2 separate regions of the Rattus norvegicus genome follow, and region 2 is linked to region 1. Evidence: chromatin contacts called from public Hi-C data. All regions are on one chromosome and are shown on one strand. Each heading gives the region's core, a stretch centred on a gene start, on an enhancer-like site or on the middle of the called end of the contact. The rest is flanking DNA. Distances are from core to core; before and after follow the strand shown. Region 1 overlaps LOC102553824 (a long non-coding RNA gene). Region 2 holds the start of H3f3a (H3.3 histone A).

What was found. Hi-C and Micro-C count contacts between places; a contact is called where the count stands out from the background.
Region 2: a contact with region 1 is called in a Hi-C map of liver, with 2.1 times the contacts expected there. The contact joins the promoter of H3f3a here to the enhancer-like site in region 1. A contact is called at or near these places in 12 of 12 Hi-C or Micro-C datasets (the A7r5 cell line, the Rat2 cell line, Schwann cells and 7 more) and 1 of 1 datasets of contacts at active chromatin or transcription factors (oligodendrocytes).

The regions. Positions count from the first base shown.
Region 1 is chr13:95,037,169-95,039,868 of GRCr8, forward strand. LOC102553824 (a long non-coding RNA gene) reads right to left here. Exons shown (of 2, transcript XR_359164.4): 1 at 841-2,700; 2 at 132-360. Among named protein-coding and RNA genes, the nearest start is that of H3f3a, 38 kb to the right of the region's middle. Within about 2 kb of position 1,448, at least 37 of the 93 cell types and tissues checked have an H3K27ac peak or open chromatin away from gene starts, as enhancers often do. A contact at or near this core is called in the A7r5 cell line, Schwann cells and liver, where this site is marked.
Region 2 is chr13:95,075,336-95,078,035 of GRCr8, forward strand. It overlaps H3f3a (H3.3 histone A), which reads right to left and starts at 1,360. Exons shown (of 4, transcript NM_001402225.1): 1 at 1,223-1,360.

The DNA of each region.
Region 1 (2,700 bases), core at 198-2,697:
TCCATGGCTGCATGTCCAGGACCTGGCACAGAGCCATGAGCACACTCAGGATGGTCCCCGAGAGAAAGTCAGCAACCAAGGAGCAAGAATACAAAAGAGCCATGAACAAGAAAAAATAAAAGGTATGAAAATAGGCTTAGCTGCTCTGGGGTTTCCTTTGTATTTATTTTTAGCAAGGATTGTGTGCCGAACTCTGCATTAAAACAGCTGATGCTACCAATCTTTGTTCCAGAGATCTGTGCGCGGCTACCTCGCAGCTTTCTGCAGCCCAAAGGGAAGGCGATGAGTTGCTTGATCCACCCAAGCTGAATCCAGACAGAGCATTCGCCTCACAGGACCTTTTCCCTCTTGTGGTACCTTCTGGAGGGAAAACAGAAGCCAAATGTTTTGGGCAGAAAGCTGGGGAGGGCTGGAGGTCTCCAGGGAGAGGCTGAAATGCCCCAGCAAGGTCTCTGCACCAGGCATCCCAAGGAGGCAGAGGAGAGACCACCACTGTTGGGTCTCAAACTCCACTTTGGATTTGCCTTGAGGATCGCCCTGCAAAGGCCCTAGAATTCTAAGAGACAGCGTGATATAGAGACTTAGCACTCTTTTTTTTTCTTCCGGAGCTGAGGACCGAACCCAGGGCCTTGCACTTGCTAGGCAAGCGCTCTACCACTGAGCTAAAACCCCAACCCGTACTATAGAGACTTTAATTAATACTCTGGTCAGTTAGCACTTGAGGTGTCCGGGGGTGTAGGTCAGAAGCCTACACTTCAGGGGTGGCTAAGCTACTGCCTTTCTACGTAAGCACCCAGAAGTGTTACAAATTCAGGTTCTTTTGCAAAGTGATTTATGTACCATCTGTGGACCGAGAGAAGGAATGATCTGGCACTTCTGCCCCAAGGAACTTCTGCAAATCCAGAAAGCGGCAGGTCGTGTGGTTCCGGGGCGCTTCTGCAGGAAAACAGCTGCGCTTCCTTCTAAGAGATCCCGTTGTGCACACCAGGCCTTGCGGCGGGTAACAACACAACGACCTCTAATTTCTGTGTCTGTGACTGGAGATAATGACAGTCGTGCAAGGTGGTGGCGAGGAAGCCACAAGCTTTCGAACATCAAATTTCTGCTGCAGCTCCCGGCGGCTGTGTAACCACAGCAAGGTCAGAACCAGGGTCCCGACCTCTCCAGGGCCCCGAGGCTCGTAGTCTCCCACTACAGGAGGATGCCCGCTTTTTTTTGAAAGCGGCGCGGCCTAGCGGCCTCTGGTAACCGATTCATGGATTCCTCTCCCTTCCCCCTCCCGCGTCCCAGCTCTAGATTTGGGTCTTGGCCTCCCGGTCACACCGCGCGCTACTCGCGGCCAATCCTCTGGGCTCTGGCGCCTTGAGCATCGGAGCAGGTCCTACCCCTGCCCTGGGCGAAGGGACCTAGAAAGCTGCCCCTCCGGCCCTTGCCTCCGGCCAGAGGCGGACACTCGTCTGGAAAAGGTCTGCCCCGCCCCCGCTCCGGCGCGGAGAGCCGCTGCCAGGAACTGCAATATTAATAGGTACAAACTTCCTGGAAAGATTTTCGTCTTCGCAGTAGATGACCCATCCTTGTCCGCCGGGGCAAGCGACCGGAGAGCCTGGAACCCACAGGAGCCGGGGACATTTGGGACTCATGGAGCCGCGGCTCAGAAGAACTGGGGTTCATTGGTTGGGGACCCACTCGGTGGGACTGGTCCAAGACGCCGCGGGGCAGGGCCGGGCTCGCCTTTGTAAACTAGGTCCGGCGCGTAGGAGCCGCGATGTCTGACTGCCTGTCCCCGGGGGCTCGCACACCCCGGGTCACCGCGCCCGTTTGCACGGGCCGTAGCTCCTCCTCCGGATCGGCTTCCGGGACCTCTGGTCATTTAGCAGCAGCACCCAAACAACTGCAGCTGGTGCCCAAAGGTGCGCGTCATTCCTTCCTCCAGGATTACCTGGCCCAGAAGCAGTTGTAGCCAAAGCCATCTCTCTCTATCCCAGTCGCTGAGAGAGGACATCAACCGCTTGGGCGCTGTGTGATCAGTCCCTGTCTGCACCTTGCGGATAGTCAGGTCCCAGTGCCCGGTACAGTGGCTGGAGTTCCCAAATCCTGTTTTCACAGCTCTGGACAGGGGCACATGTTCTGGATTGGTTTCAGGGTTTCCCCACCTGAAAGTCATCATTCATTGAAAATATTTATTGAAGCCGATGTGGTGACAAGGTTGTAATCCCAGCACTCTGGAGGCCGGGGCAACAGGATCTCCCACAGTTAAGGTCAGTCAGGTAGCGAGCCCTTGACTTAAACAAATTATCGCTACAAAGCAAACAAAAAATCCTCTTTCCCGGAACTTGAAACAAAAGACAGAATTGAAACAGACAATATGGGCAGATGGTCATGAGAGCTCAAGGAGGAGAGGCAGTAAGAGGACAGAGCCCGACAGAGCTGTGTTTGTAGACATGTTTAGGGTTGGGACTGGGTGGTTGGGAATGAGCAAGGCAGCCTTTCAGGCTCACTCACAAAGATGAAGACTGGCCTTGCTGGTTCCACCGGTGGTGTGGGATTCAGAACGGCAGTTTTGGACATGCCGAGTTTGATGCACCCATTGGATATCCAAGGGTAGTGCCGAGCAAATACTGGTCAGACAGGTCTCCATGCAGAGACTGCAGACAGAGGAAAACAGCTGGAGGAACCACCACAGCCTCCTCTGCTTATGGA
Region 2 (2,700 bases), core at 110-2,609, 38 kb after region 1:
TTTTGATTCAATTCCTTTAATTAAAGTAGAAATTAGAAACGTCTGCAAACATTCGATCGCAAACAAGTCAAATGAACGAACGAAGCCACAAACGCAGAAACGTCGAGTCAAATTACAGCCAAAATAAAATTTAGAAAAAGGTTTCAGCGCCCCTCCCCGCCGGGTTGGCGGCCCCCCTCGCGCTTGGCAGTTGATGTAAATATCTAAAAACATTCTTGGGATTTGTTTCTTTATAATTGACAAAAAGGCGTCTCAAAAGACAAGAACAACAGCCATCGCCAGCGAGCATTCCACAAAGCCCGTCCCCCTCCCGGGCTTCGACATGGAAGCCGACTGCCCCGCACCCAGGCTTAATTAGCGCTCCACACCGGCGGCCCGGCCCACCCAGCACCACATAAACTTTTGGTTCTATCTCCCCTGGGTCCCTAGGTTCCGGGTACCCGACCTGTCCGTCTCGGCCCCCGCACCCCGCGCTGGCAGCGAGCGACTCGGCTCCCCAAGACTAGCACAAAATGGAAACAATTGGAAAACGTATCCGATTCCCTTCCAGAGACAAACAGCAAATCGTTCGAAAATACCCCATCCTCTGCCACGTGCCGCTCTCCAAAAAAATGCAAAAGTTCTTTTTTTTGTTTTCTGCATTTCATATGCATCAAGTTTCTTTTTCTCCAAAAAAGGCAAAAAAATGTTCTTAAAATTTTTTCTCTTCCATTTTAAAATGGGGAAGAGAGAAACGGGGGGAAAAATATGGTCGGTGACCAGAGAAGAGACAAGATGGTGAAGCTCAGGCACAACTGTGGGGAGGCAGCAAAAAGCGAGTTAGCCCGGGGTGGAAAGCGGCGACGATTTTACCCCTTTGCGCCCGAAAAACTGGGGCCCGGGACCCGGAGGCGGCAGTTAAGAGGCTCGCGCGGGACATGGTGATGGTCTGGGGTCCCGGGAAGGGGCGGCGGGCGGGATTTCACCGAAGAAAGAGCCCGCGGCGCCGGAGGGAGACAGGCTCGGCGCCGCGGCAGTGCCACTGCTGGGCTGAGACGGAGAGACGGGGGAGCCGCCGCCGCCGCCGCCCGCGGAAGGGAAACTCGCTCCCCATATCTCCATTTCTGCGCCAAAAAGTTTGCGGGTCGAGCTCGGGGGGCTGTGGGTGCCCTCCGTGGCCCGCTACGAGGCCGACGGCGAGCGGGGCCGGGCCCCAGGAAAGCGGGCAGACGGAGAAACTTACCCCCTTCTCCTTCGGCTGGAGCTCAGCAAGCAAGAGGCGGCGCTGGCGTTAGAGAGCGGCGGCGGCGCGGCGAAGGCTGCGAACACAATTGAAAGATGGCTGACACCGAGGCTTTCCCCCACACACGCCGCCCCGCCCCGCGCCGCGCGCCAGCCAATCACACACAATGGAGGGAAGGCTCGGCCCCGCCCAGGGCCCCCGCACGCCCCGCCCCTCCCCTCCCCCCGCGCGCTCGTTCGCTGGCGCGCGCTCGCTCCTCCCCCGCGCGCCGCCCGCCCATTCCTCCCGCCGCCTCTCGCGGTGTGTACAAACACAAAAGACACGCCGAGGGGCCGCGGGGCCCGCCGAGATGCCGTCCGCCCTAGTCTGTTCCCCCGCCCGCACTCCTTCCCTGCCGGGCGCAGGCGTCACAGTGGGCCCCCGAAGCCCAGCTTTGGGGTGCACAGAGGGGAGTGGGGGAGGGGAGGGCGGCGCAGGCTGCGGACCAGCGCCCGGCCTGCGGGGGGAGGGGCGCCGCCCCCGCGCGCGCCCCCGAGGCGCTCGGCCCGTGTGGGGGCGGGGAGGAGGCCGGGACCGTGAGGTCGCCGCGCCCCAGTTGAAAACGCGCCCAAGCAGGAAGCTGGCAAGTGGAACCCCAGTCCCGCGGCGCCCACTTTCGGACCGCGCGGCGCGGCAGGGGCGGGGGCCCGCGGGCCTCTTCCCGCCTTTGCTCCCTGCTGAGCGCGGGCCTGTCCGGAGGGTCGGGCCAAGTCGCCTGAGGACAAGTTGGTCCGGGAGTCCAGCCCGAGAGTGGCGGGGCAGCCAGGTGCTGCCTGCGGGGCAGTGCGGAGACTGCCAGCGGGTCGCAGGTGGTGGCACCGGGGAGGAGGGACAGGGCTCACCCTCTCCCTAGGCCGCGGTTCTTGGTGCAAGATGGCTGTGTTTTGTAAGCCTTTGAAACAATGTGCAACACAGCTGTAGCTGTATAAACCAAGAGTGGGCCTTTCAACCCCTTCACTGTTGGAGGATCGCTGTAGAAATCTCGTGACATATTAGTCTAATGTTGTCAGCTACCAGAGGCTGAAACGGCAGGTAGAAGGAAAAGCTGGTGTAGGGCTTGCTGTTTCCCGCTTTCCTAGTGCTCAGTAGCTTGGGCAACGGACTGCATAGTTTAAGTTCTCATTAAGTGACCTACAAACATCTGAACCATCCCCAGATTAGGTATTGACCAGGCTCGACAACTCCGTGTGAAGGCTTTCGGTAGAAGAGTCACGAAGATCCCTCAGGGTACTGATGGAGATAAATTTCATAGATGAAGGACAGTACTGTATGTAATCTGAAGACCTCTCAAAGCAGTCTTACACATTATCCTGTAACAGATAATGTGGAAATCAGATATGAGAGAAGAAATGGATTTGTCCAAGGTCACTTAAATGAGGAACAGACCCTGGAGAAACAAAAAAAAAAAAAAAAAGAAAAAAAAATCCAGGCCTCCTGCC